2 separate regions of the Rattus norvegicus genome follow, and region 2 is linked to region 1. The links are chromatin contacts, called in public Hi-C maps. All regions are on one chromosome and are shown on one strand. Each heading gives the region's core, a stretch centred on a gene start, on an enhancer-like site or on the middle of the called end of the contact. The rest is flanking DNA. Distances are from core to core; before and after follow the strand shown. Region 1 has its middle 240 kb from the start of Lmx1a. Region 2 has its middle 190 kb from the start of Nuf2.

What was found. Hi-C and Micro-C count contacts between places; a contact is called where the count stands out from the background.
Region 2: a Hi-C map of mammary epithelial cells shows a contact between it and region 1, with 3 times the contacts expected there. The contact joins two enhancer-like sites. A contact is called at or near these places in 5 of 12 Hi-C or Micro-C datasets (kidney, liver, mammary epithelial cells and 1 more).

What each region holds. Positions count from the first base shown.
Region 1 is chr13:82,606,569-82,612,937 of GRCr8, reverse strand. No RefSeq gene overlaps it. Among named protein-coding and RNA genes, the nearest start is that of Lmx1a, 240 kb to the right of the region's middle. Within about 2 kb of position 4,622, at least 18 of the 93 cell types and tissues checked have an H3K27ac peak or open chromatin away from gene starts, as enhancers often do.
Region 2 is chr13:84,057,587-84,064,199 of GRCr8, reverse strand. No RefSeq gene overlaps it. Among named protein-coding and RNA genes, the nearest start is that of Nuf2, 190 kb to the left of the region's middle. Within about 2 kb of position 2,564, at least 2 of the 93 cell types and tissues checked have an H3K27ac peak or open chromatin away from gene starts, as enhancers often do.

The DNA.
Region 1 (6,369 bases), core at 3,373-5,872:
GAATTCCCACTAACTTCTGGTGTCATGATGTTATTATATTTGTTTCTATGGCAGTTAAATAAGCAGTTCAGGTATACGAGGAAATAAGATTATGTACAAATTGAGGGCCACACAGGGCTTATGATACTATTCACTACTTTTACATATTATTCTTTGAACACATTTTTGTGGTCCCCAAAGACCTAGATTAAAATAAGCAGCTAGAATTGCCATAGCAACTGTTTCTAAATCTCTTTTTTTTTCCTTCTGTTATTACCAATGCTCTTTAACTTCTCTTTCCCATCCAGTCACCAGCATCTCAGCACTCCCATTGGATTAATCTGCTTTAGTAGATCACAGGAACCCATCCCAAGGGTACCCCCCCAAAACTCCACTTGAGATTTCAGAAGCCCACTGCCCAGGAAGCTCTCAACCTGACCATCAAGGGAAACCATCATCAAAGAAGAAACGGTGGCTCTCACCACGGATCATTGTGCCCAGTCTTCTAACCCCATGTGTGAGCTGGACTTAAGCTATCTGTATCTAGGAGGGCTTTCTGACTTCCACTGACCACCAGCCTAATACTGAGGGAGCTAGTATTTTTCCACCAGCCTCAGACAGCTAATCCCATCCAGTAGAGAGTGCACCAATCAACGCCCAGGTCACCAGGGAGTCCTGTCCTCACAGCAGGACTATCTCAACCTTCTCTAAAGGAATGCATTTCAAGGACCCAGATGCTGCCCTGGTTTGTAGTCACCTAAAAAAGGTGAACTGAGCTCACCAATGCCCCACCCCCCGTATGTCCAATCTCCATCGCTGTAACCTGCCCTTCGAATGTATAAAAATACACTAACAGATTGTTCGGGGTCACCTCTCCTCGAGAAGTAGGTGGACCCCAGCTTGCTGGAATAATAATTCTCATGATATTGCCATCGGTCTCTGGTCTCACCACTCATTCATAGGAGTCTCCTGGTAATTAAGACTCAGGTCGAGTCTTACAATATGAACTCCAATGTCCCTCCAGACAGGGGTACAGGTTTATCAGGACAGATTGGAGAAGCTGGGACACCCCTGGACTCACAAATACGCTATCAGGTGTACTGGGGACACAGTAAGGAGAAACTCCTCTGTAGACAGCCAAGTCCTTTCTAGTACAGAGAACCGTTTTGACAGCTGCATCTCAGACTTCTCAGATGTTCACCGGAAGTTCTTCCTGGCTATCCCTGGGAGCCTTATTGAGACCAACAGTACTTATTTCTCATCCTAGAGCTGTTAGATGGATTGCTCTGACATTAAAATTATCTTCTGACTAATCAGAGTGGCTAATATTATGAAGTAGCTGCCAGGTCCCACTAAAACTCTTCAGCATGCCAGCCGTGATTATCTGTCCATCAAGTCATTTTAAGTGGTGACAGTGTTTAGGCTATGGAGAACACCCTGCAGTCAGTTCATACTCCCTGTAACTTCTATCTCTAACAAATACTAGGTTTTCCTTGTGTGTTTGGTCTTACCTACTCCTCAGTCCTTGAGGGTGCCCAGAAGGCTGCTGGTCACATATACTTACCCCAACTCTAGTCCAGAAGCAAATCTGCAACAGTGGCTGTCTTAGTCAGGGTTTTACTGCTGTGAACAGACATCATGACCAAGGCAACTCTTATAAGGACAACATTTAATTGGAGCTGGCTTACAGGTTTGGAAGTTCAGTCCGTTATCATCAAGTCAGGAGCATGGCAGCATCCAGGCAGGCATGGTGCAGGAGGAGACGAGAGTTCTACATCTTGTTCCAACGGCCAACAGAAGAAGACTGTCTCCCAGACAGCTAGGACAAGGGTCTTGAAGCCCACGCCCACAGTGATATATCTACTCTAGCAAGGCCACGCCTCCTAAGAGTGAGGCCACGCCTCCTAAGAGTGAGGCCACGCCTCCTAAGAGTGAGGTCACTCCTTATTGCATATGCCAAGCATATACAAACCACCACAGTAGCCATGATGGCCAAGAGATTTGGTGAACTGTGGAGTGACCTTGCCCTCTCTGCCAGGCCCTTAGGAGAAGCTCAAGTCTCATTTGGAAATGACAATCCAAAAATCAGATATGTGACAGCTTCAGATGGTGCCTTCATTTCCTTCCCTGTGGAGTTCTGCTGTAGCCTATTAAGGACAGAGTATGCAGGGAGGAGGGATTTAAAAAAAGGGATAAATTCAGTTTACAAAAGGGGTTCTCAAGCCTCCTAATGCCTTAATCCTTTAATATAGTTCTTCAACCTGTGGCGTACCTCAATCATAAAATTATTGTTGTTGCTAGCTCATAACAGTAATTTTTCAAGTTATGAATCATAATGTAAAAATATCTGTATTCTCCCATGGTCTTAGACACCCCTATCAAAGAGTCAGTTGACTACCCTGAGAAAGGTCGAGACGCACAAGTTGAGAACCACTGATTTACAGGGTTGAGGGCGTGGGAGAGCCTTTATAGAAAGTGCAGGATATTTGTTCGCAGATAGGAAGGCAGGGGCAGCAGAGGGGAGGCCTGGCTGAGGCAGAAAGCTTTCCCAGAAGTAAAGGCTCGCTGAGACGTTCTGGGGCTCTTGGGCTGGCTGTGTTCTCAGTTTCCATACGACATTGTGCCAGAGGAGCTGCAATTCTTCATTTGACCACAAGATGGGGTCTTTGACTTTTATACCAGAAACCTTTTCCCTTAGGTCTGGGGAGACATCGTCAGTCTTTTCCTCTAGAAAGACATCTCGAAGGCTGTGTAGGGGCTGCAGGCCACGGGCATAACCAAAGAAGCTGTCTCCCTGAAGGCGATTGATTTTGCTTGACTGCAGCAACATCAACTAAGGTTTCGTCCGCCCACTTTGGGGGATAGGGGTAATATCTGTTGTGTTGTTTTGCGGGATCAATTTTCTTATTTTTCCCAGACGAATATCATCGGCCCTCTCAATTTTCAGACCAATTCACCATGCTCTGCTATTTTAATGTTTAATTTTGGTTCCTCGTTCGAAAGTTAATTAGCAAAATAAAATTATGCCCAAAGGAGGCATCTGCAGATACACCGGGGAACAAGTTGAGGAGGACACTTGCAACTTTTTAAAAAATATTTATTATCTTGCTACATAATACCCAAATGCCATGTGCTTAGGGCATAGCCGTAGTCACCTTCTGACTTCTTGCAGGGCCCCCACAGTCTCCGTCTGTGTCTCTGTCTCTATCTCTTTCTCGGCCTCTGAGCCAGCTAGCGCTGCATATATGTGCATGGATGTGGGGCACCATCTATTTGAACATGAACCACCTACCACAGGCCACACTGCTGAAGAAAACCGACTCTCCCACCACTAGCATTCACCAATTGCCGGTACCTCCTTAACTGGAGATGGGGCCTCATGAGCCCTTCCCTCTTCATGCTGGGGTGTGGACTGTCCTGGACTCACACCAGGATTGTGCCACAAACTACAGCCATTGAGAGCTCATGAGTGCTAGGGCCTTGCTGCTTCCAAAAGACATTATTTTGCAGCAGCCTTTGAAGATGTCTGACTCTTATCATATTTTTGCCACCTTTTCCACTGTGTTCCCTGAGCCTAAGGGGGAAAGGTGGATATAACACGGGTGTCACATTTATGGCTAAATGCCCACAGTCTCTTGTTCTTTGCACATTGATCAGTCTCTTAGTCAGGGTTTTCATTGTTGTGAACAGACACCATGACCAAGGCAACTCTTATAAAGAACAACATTTAATTGGGGCTGGGTTACAGGTTCAGAGGTTCAGTTCATTATCATCATGGTAGGAATCATGGCAGCATCCAGGCAGGCATGGCACTGAAGGAGCTGAGAGTTCTACATGTTGATCCAAAGGCAGACAGAAGACTGGTTCCCACATGGCTAGGGTGAGGGTCTCAAACCCCACCCCCACAATGACACACGTCCTCCATCAAGGCACACCTCCTAGCAGTAAACACTCCCTACGGGGCAAGCATATTCAAACCACCACAATCAGTGCACCCGATTTCAACTCCTCCTCACACTGACTTTAGGTTCCTTCTAATAGGCCTACGTGGGTGATAGGTCTCAGTGTCGAACAAACAAAAAGCTTACACCCGCATAGATGCACAGTTTGCTCCATTGGCCCAGACAGCCTTGTCTGCACTCAGTTTGGGAATGGGTGGGGCCAGACTTTATCTGGAGGAGAAAAGCTGTTATTTCTAATTTCAATAGAAATAAGGTCTGATTCACTGAAGACTTGCCCCGTCCATCAAACAGGATCATTTGAATGTCCTACGGTTGAAATAAAGGTTGCTGTCCCTCTTTGCAGTCCTTACTATACCCATGCCCAGACTCCAACACACCAGACACTGGCACGCCACAGTGCAAAGAATGACCTGGTATGTGCCTATGTCCCCAGCTGGCCAGGAGCTCCTTGATAGTAACAGCCAACTGTGTCTTATTCCTTCTTTGACTATTTCTAAATGCACATCTGGCAGGGCACACGGTGCCCAAAGCTGACACCAAAGATAAGAGACTCTGTTCTTGCGCTCAGATAACTGCAACTCTGTGTCTTGGGAGCTGCTGTCTTAGGGTGCACAGTCCCATTGCCTGTTTGAAAAAGCTTGCGCAGAAAGAGCATCCTCTGGTTAGGTCCTCCTAGCTCCTCCCTCTGCGTCTGAGCAACCTCCCTCTGTGCCTGGCTTGCTCACGAGCTCCTCCACCCTGCGCTGTGTATAATTACCACTGACTTTGAAAAGTTTGTTCCGCCTTTCCTTTTAACACTGCAGTTGCAATGAGAACTTGCCAGAAACTGGGTTGGTGCGCCAGCCGAGGAAAGGGATGTCTGGTGGCGTAAAGCCTCCTGCCTGCGGGCGCGTCTCTCTGCAGGTGCCAGGCTCCTGGCATCGTGCAAACCAAGCGCTGTCACGACTCGGTGGCCAAGGTGATTAATTAGCGGCATGGCCGTGCGGGGGCTGCGTGCTGGCCTCCACATCTGCCCCGTGACAGCGGGGGTCAATACGCGGTGTCACTCTTTTCTCTCTCACTCCCTCCAAAGCCTAATTGGCTGTGACACGCGGGCCAGCTGTTGAGAGAGGTGGAGCGCGGCAGGGCGTTTCTTCGGACCCAGGCAGCTTCAGGATGAGTTGCCTGCTGAGAGCTGATTCCTGCCAGGGTCCATGCCTTTGTTCCAAGATTTTGGCCATTGGTATCCTGTTCTTTCGTCCCAGTGTCATCCAGACAGGGCCAGGAGATTACTGTGGTGGAGTTCTGAGGTCTGCAGAGGGCATAAAGAAGCACGGTCATTGTCAAACAACCAGAAATCCTCTCTGAGACATCCACTGAAGTCACTGTACCAACACCGTTTGGAATACTAGCTTCCTGGTTTATTCTAGCACTGGAGATGTAGGCTGAAGGCAGGGGTTGGGAAAGAATGTCAACAGGGGTAATTTGCCAGAGTGTCAGGATGAGGGTATCTACACCCAGAACGAGCTTGACCCCGGGAAAGAACTAAAAATCCTCGCCAAGAGATCTAGTGCTGGCAAAATGCAATGATGGTGTGTGTGTGTGTGTGTGTGTGTGTGTGTGTGTGTGTGTGTGTCTGCCTGTGCGTGTGTGTGTGTGTGAGTTTGTGTGTGAGTTTGTGCATGTGAGTGTGTGTGAGAGAGTGTGTGAGTGTGTGTCTGTGTGTGAGTTTGTGTGTGTGAGTTTGTGTATGTGTGTGTGTGTGTGTGTGTGAGAGAGAGAGAGAGAGAGAGAGAGAGAGAGAGAGAGAGAGAGAGATTTCAACCTGCATGGGGGACAGCTCTTCTGTGAGCCTTTGGTTTCATTCTCCTAACTTGTTTGTATGCAAGCAGGTGGGCATGTGTAGGCTGGAAGTCAGCTGCAGCTTCTATTCTCCCTGCATTTTGAGACAGGGTCACTCACTGGGACCTGGGCTTTATCAATTATGATGTCGAGCTATCCAGACAGTCTCAGGGATCTATCTGCCTTAGTCTTTTTGTTTGGGTGTGGGGGGCTTGATTTCAAGTATGCATACCTGCATGAGAAGTACCCTACTGCCAAGTACTTTATCCCTCCCACCCCTACCCCCACACCACACCACAACACCACCACCCTTGCTCCCTCATTCAATAACTTTTATAGGATCAGGCTGAAGCAACTATCATTGAAGGCAGTGTGTTACAGCATAGGTAGGGGGAACTCACACCAGACACTGAAGCTGAAAACTGGTAGGGAGGACACATTCCAACCCAGGTAAGAAGTCATGGAGGGAGACCCCCAGAGGATCAAAGTGCTACAGGTGTCTTCTCACTCCTGCTCAGTCCAGAACCCAGCAAAGACTAAGCAAAGAAGTGTCAACTGTGTGTCATTGTTCCCTTTGACTATATGGACCAAACCTCAAGACGGTCTG
Region 2 (6,613 bases), core at 1,315-3,814, 1.5 Mb before region 1:
AGATGCCTTGCTAGGGCTTTCAGGGGTCTCTATTGCACAGATATCAGTGTGTGTTGGTGATTAGCTCAATAGTTACTCTCTGTGGGGCTGAAAGTTCCTATAATTATAGTGTGTAGTTAATTCCTTTGGTGACCAGGCTCTTTCCTGCAATGTGGAGTTTCTTTTTTTTTTCTTTTTTCTTTTCCAGTCACTGGGCATCCCCTCAACTCACACTTCAGTAGATCTGCTTGAAAGGGACTTCTTATAAAGAGCAAAAGATTCTTCTCTTACCCCATCACTTGGGATTTCTAGACTCAAGAAGTAGAAATGAAAAATCAAATAAATGTGACCAAATATATATGTTTCTTATTATCTAATAACATCTTTATGAATAATTTGGTGCACATAGCACAATTGGCTGTGGCCCTTTTGAGGAATGGACCCTGGTTAGAGAAGACACCATCAACCCCAGTGTGCAGTGGCTAACAATGATGATGTCAATGCCTGCTCATCTTGCTGAGTACTATCTGTCAAAAGCTGTGATGGATGCATTGTGGGGATGAGCTCATCTAATCCACATTGTAATCCTGCAGGGAAGCCAGGATAGCATCAGGGCATACAGGTGGAGCCCCTGCCACCTGCAACCAGGCTGCTGTGTCCTATTGAAAAGTAGCCTGGCCCTTCCCGATGTCTAGTGCTTCCGTTCCTAAGATGGCAATCACCAGGCCTTCGGGTCTGTAAGAATTTCTGGAAAGAGCACCTCTGGAGCTTAGTAGGGCTGCCAATTTCCCTTGGCCCGGAGAGCTATTCCCGTTCTGACCCTGTTCTTGTAGCCAGCTGGTACCATCCATTCTTCATTGTGAATGAATCCGAGAAAGTCAACAGGTACAAGCAATCACCAGAAAGCTATTTGTTGTGATTGAAAAACACTCAAAGAAATGGAGTGCCTCATAGATGATTTAATATTTTAAAGGTGGCGCATGCGAATGAGTCAGCTCAGGGTGTATGAGTGAGTTTACATTCCACATCAAGGTTTTACTTAAAGTTTACATTTTGTTTAAATTAGAAGTAAGATCAATGTAATATGGCTTAAACCTTTCTCAGAAATTTATGGCTTCTTTTAATAAACCCCATAAAAGACACTTTTAAACATATGCAGTGTTCTTAATGTAATGGTTCCATTCTCGAAATATATAGTATTTAGGTTGCATCTAAAATGTTGTAAAAGTATCACAAAGGCTGTAAAAATATTGTTAACGGGAAGAAATCTTTTAGAGGAATAAATATTTTCTTGGAAAGGGAAAAAGCTCTGAACCTTTTAGTCGGGGAATGGCTTGGTTTTTGAAAAATAACAATTTGCCTTCTTTAAATGTTCTTTCTGTGGTTCCACTCCAGCCAGTTATTAGATTAAAGCAGGCTGTTGCTACGCGCCCCAGAAACTCTAAAGATTTGATGTTGCACCCTAAGTTTGAGAGGACAAGTTCCATTTAAAGCTTTAATGAGGTCAAGGGAATAGAGAAGGAGGCTGGCCGAGGCTTTTGTGTTATTTTAGGACTGTATTTTAGAATTACGAGGCTTGAATGAAGCCTTGAAAAGAACACAGGGTTTAGGGTTCAGAGCCACTGCATGAGACGCAGTGTTGCTATTAACTAGGTTTGTGACCTTGGTTAAAAAAAAAAGTCACTCAAGTGCTTCAAGGCTTAGTTTTTTGGTTCTGGAAAATGGGGTTAAAAGTGCCCACCAGCACTGTATGATCTCATCTGTATGCAGAATATAATAAAGGTAATATCTTAGAGGCTGGGAGTAGAATAGTAGTTATCCAAGGCTGAGGAGAGGAAGGGAGGGAGGGATAGGCAAAGTTTGGCCAATCGATGTTCAATTGTGGTAAAAGGAAGCAAGAATCTGTAGAATGTTGTCCCCAGCAGGTGATTGAGGATGAAGATAGTGCGTAAAAATCATGACCAAGATTCCAGGAAATAGGCATGTTTCACCCCATTTCAACATGATACAGTCTATAGCTGTGTCAGAACATACACACTACCCCGCGAATATGCAGTCGTGGGACCCTGTCCACTTTGCAAGGTTATTGTGGAGCATCTGAGGTAATGCTCGGGAAAGTGTTCTGTGAGCCAAAAAGTGCACATGCACTCCACTTAGTTGACAAACATGTGCTGAGCACTTCCTATCTGGAGACGTAAAACGTCAGTGATCCAGGATGAGTTTGCCAAGGTCTTTCTGGTCCAGCTCACTACCTCTCTATCTTCCTTTCGTCTTTGCTGTATTTTGGCTAAGCCACTTCTAAGCTTTCTGTGTAAACATCTCCATTCCAACCTCAATGAGGAGTATTTACATCATCTTCTGGTGATCAGTTACACACTATATTTTCCACAGTGTGTGACTTGAGGCATAGGTAGTGTGATCAATTAATGGAGACTTACCATAGCATAGGTGGAAACCAGGCTGAGCCCAGTCTCTGCATATTGCTGATGAGCAAAAGTATTTGGCAGGGACATGCTGTATCATATCAAACTCAGCTTGGGTTTGTTTCTCGAGGGACAGGAATAGAAGCCTCAACTACATTTGCACATAGCTGTAATGTGAGAAGGTCTCTTGTACCCACTAAGCACTCGATTGTCCCACATAACTTCATAAAGCCTATCCTAGTCTTCATGGACACTATTCCGTCCACATAACTTCATATAGCTTACCCTAGTCTTTGTGAATAGACAGACTTGATGTGAGATAAGCAATAATAAGTTGAGGATAGAAGTAAAATATTAAAGGCTGGTCACAAAGAAAATTGGCTCATATAACTTTTCTTACTTACCAACAAGTATTATCAATGTTTATCGTGTGCACAGGTGTGGGATGATGTCACAGGTGAGGCAGGTACAAGATAGAATGAGGCCTGTTATTGGACAAGAGGGAAGAGTGGGCGGGAGAAAAGTTTGAAGGAAGAGGAGGAGACAGGAACGGAAGAGAAGAAAGGACGGAGAGAGCCGTGGCGGGACAATATGGAGGCTGACGTTAAGATTCCTCGCTGTACCTTTACAGGTTGTTATAAATGTACTTAAGGGATGGCTGTGTACAGGGCTTTGTATGTTTAGGTGGGGAATTATATCTTATCAATTGGATCAGAGGTTATTGTGTTGTGTGTTCTTTCATGTAGTGATTTAAGTGTAAGAAAGTATGCGGTGGCTAGAGACAATGGGCCACCAAGGAATTGGGATGTGTATTTCTGGCATGGAAACCTACCTTGGAAATTGGATAGGCAGAGAGATTGCTGCCAGGCTCAGAGAGAGGCCTACAGAAGTGTGATATGGGATGAAGCAAAGCGGGTGAGAGGCTTTGCTGACTGAGACTTAAGATACCTAGCAGATATCTTGGGGCACTGCAGTGCCGGACTTAGTGGAGGATAAAAGACAGTGTTATATTTTGTATATTTTTACCACAACACTCAGGTAAGATACATTTTAAGAAGATTTACTAATCTAATAGACTATATCACATTCAATGGTGGCAGCCATTAAGCCATCTAGGCTAGTTTCTATGGGGCGGAAACTTTTCTTTTTCTTTCTTGAGACAAGGTCATAGGTAGCCTGGGCTGTCCTTGAACTTTCTCTCTAACCATATCTGACTTTCAACATCAGCTCTTCCAGTATTTGCCTCCCAAGTGCAGAGATCCAAGAGTGTGCTACCCACTTCCCTCTTGCCATCTTTGTAGAAGGCTTTCTGTCACAAATCTCAGAGCAGTTAACAAGTAGCCAAACAGAATCCCTGAAGCATGGTGGGAAAAAATAGCCCAGGACTAACTCAGTTTTAAAGAGATGATGATTGAAGTCCATTCAGATCTCAGGACCCAAGTTCCAGAATATGCAAAGGGTAGGGAAGGATGGAAAACAAGATTCCTGGACTAACAGGTTCTGACAGGGCAACCCTAAACTTGCTGGCTTGTCTCCTGTAGCTGCAGCATCCAGGGCAATCTTAGTCTTTACTGCCTGATCCCAGGGCTCGCGTCCTCACTTCCTTAATCTGAAGCTCCTGTTAAGCTGTTTAGCGACCCACACTGTATTGATTAAATGAAGATAAAAATGGATGCTTCAAGAATCAAAATTTCTCTACATAGTGATCTTACTACAGTGCCAACACATGGTGTTTGCTCAGTAAATTAGCTATCACCATTCGCCTTCACGGGGACATGTCTTATAAGTACTCCGACTACATGCACATATGCCATATCTATACGAACATATATACACATATTCATACATATATGTATTCACACTGTTTAGTTTACAGTTTGTTAACAATGTGCTTTCAGTCATCACAGGTATATATACTAGAATTACCTTTTTCCTTTCTATTTCATGATCACATGGTCGTGATTTTCATATTGAAGATTATTAATAAGACGATGCATTTCCAGATGAGGGAAATCTTTGTTTTATATGGAACCTCAATACATTTTCCTAAAGGGATTTTTTTTTCTCTTTTGTTCCATGACAAGCTATTCTGGAACTTTTTAGTTGCTTTTGTTCTGGCGAAGGAGATGCGACCCAGGATGTGTGCATGCTGGACAAGCCTTTCTCCACTCTGTGCTGTAGCCTTAGCCTTCGTTCCAGCATCTTCTTCCCTTAGCATCCCATTACACTCCTTACTTTTTTACATTTTCAGTTTAAATCCTCCCTAAACCTTACACGCACTTTGGCCTCATTGCCACTGAAGACTACTCTTCCCAGATCACATCAATTTAAAGAAAATAGATGAAGTCTCTCTCTAATAAGTTCTACCCTTCCATAGGACTCTAGACTCTTTAAGCGCCACCTAACACATTCTGGAGTGCTTAGGTTTCCAAATGTGCTCTGTGAGCAGGAAACACTTGTTTCCCACTTGTTTTTTAAAAATACTTCTTGTCTATGTATCAGTGGTTTTCAAAATCATTGGTAGTCCCTGTTTGTGTATCTGACTGTGAGTACTATCAATAATGTTGATACCTACCATAAACTACTCTATCACCAGCACCACTACAAGACTCCATAAAAACACTACATACTTATTGTTTATACTGTGAGGATTAAGGCCCAGTTAGGGCACTGATGCCTTATGTTGTCCTCTGAGCCCAATTCTCAGAGTGTCCCATACCGTTTCTCTAATGAAGATCTTAAGGTGGTTCTATTTAGGTATTTAAGGTAGGGCCCCACAGGTTTCTATTTAAAAAAATTAATCCCTTTAATATTGGTGGCTCCTTTCTATTAGAACTTGGGTGCAAGCCCAGGGACCTGGCTGGAACAGACTCATAGTGATTTATATCAGGGTCTTCTTAGAAATCCCTCTCCTTTCCCTTGGCCTATTTTCCTTGAAGCCAAACTTCTTCAGCTCTACTGCCCATTATGTTGGACTCAGGTTGTTCTTAAAAGCCCCACCTTCCATATAAACCTTTTGTGAGCATCTCCCAGCAATTTTTCATCTGTTTATGCAAGCAGATATGTGTTTAGCTAGCACTTATTGCAAACTCAGCAAGTGTTGGTGTGGGGAGTTAGCTCGCTGAGAAGCAGAGGCAATTCCGATCCTGGGAACAGTAGCTATGAAGCCAAGAGCTGAAACAGAAAGTGCTCTCAAGAGTGAGGTAAGGTCATGAGTACCTAAAATAACTGAGAAGAACACTTTGACGTGAACAGAATAGAATGAATAAAGAGGGGGATTGAGGCTGGAAAGGTAGGCCAAAGCCAGTTCAAGAGGAACCTTATGTATATAGTAAGAAATTCAGAGGGAGAGAGAGAATAACATGAGTAAGGAGAGGGGAAAGTTCTAGAAGGAGCTGAGGGAGGGGCTATACAAAAATTTTTAAAGTCAATAATTTTTTTTTAAAAAGCAATTTGGATAAAGCAATTTGAAAATGTTGGTAAAGCAATGTAATATTTTAAGTAGAAGGATTATATGTGTGCTTTAATAAAAGACCATAGGGGCAGTGCCGAAAGTAAACCAGTATAAGTCATAACAGGAATTCAGGAGGCATGTTGAAATACAAATCTGAGGAGAGATGGCTGCCATTGAAATTAAGGTGTATTTGTGGGCATCAGAGGAAGTGAGCCTCTTGGACTGTGGGGTAAATTGATGGGGACCCCAGAGTCTCAGGCTAGTGATATACAATTCTGATAACTTTAGCCTGAGAAAGAAGATAAAGACGAGGTTTTGCTAGGCTGGGGATTGGGAGTTAGACTTACAGGTAGAACACATGTCAACAATATACAGCTGGTATAAACTTAGAATGTGTGTGTGTGTGTGTGTGTGTGTGTGTGTGTGTGTGTGTGTGTGTGTGTGTGTCTAGAATGACCTCAGCTTAGATGTCAATGTATGCTATTGGGGAGAAAAGAGGCCTTGTGGCAGGACATAATCATTATGTTAACTAATACTTATTGGCTGTTATTAGGTTTTAAGTGCTGTGTTAATTCTTTTAGCACATCACCTCCTGTCATGTGGGTTTTCCTATCACCCTCATATCAGGCAAGATTTAAGTCAGCTGCATCATGAGGAATGCAGGTCAGTGCAGTTAAAATACAAGTCAGGCTAATCAGATCAGATAAATGAGGACTCAAAGGCGGCATTTCTGAATTCAGAGGAAAATGTTCTTCTT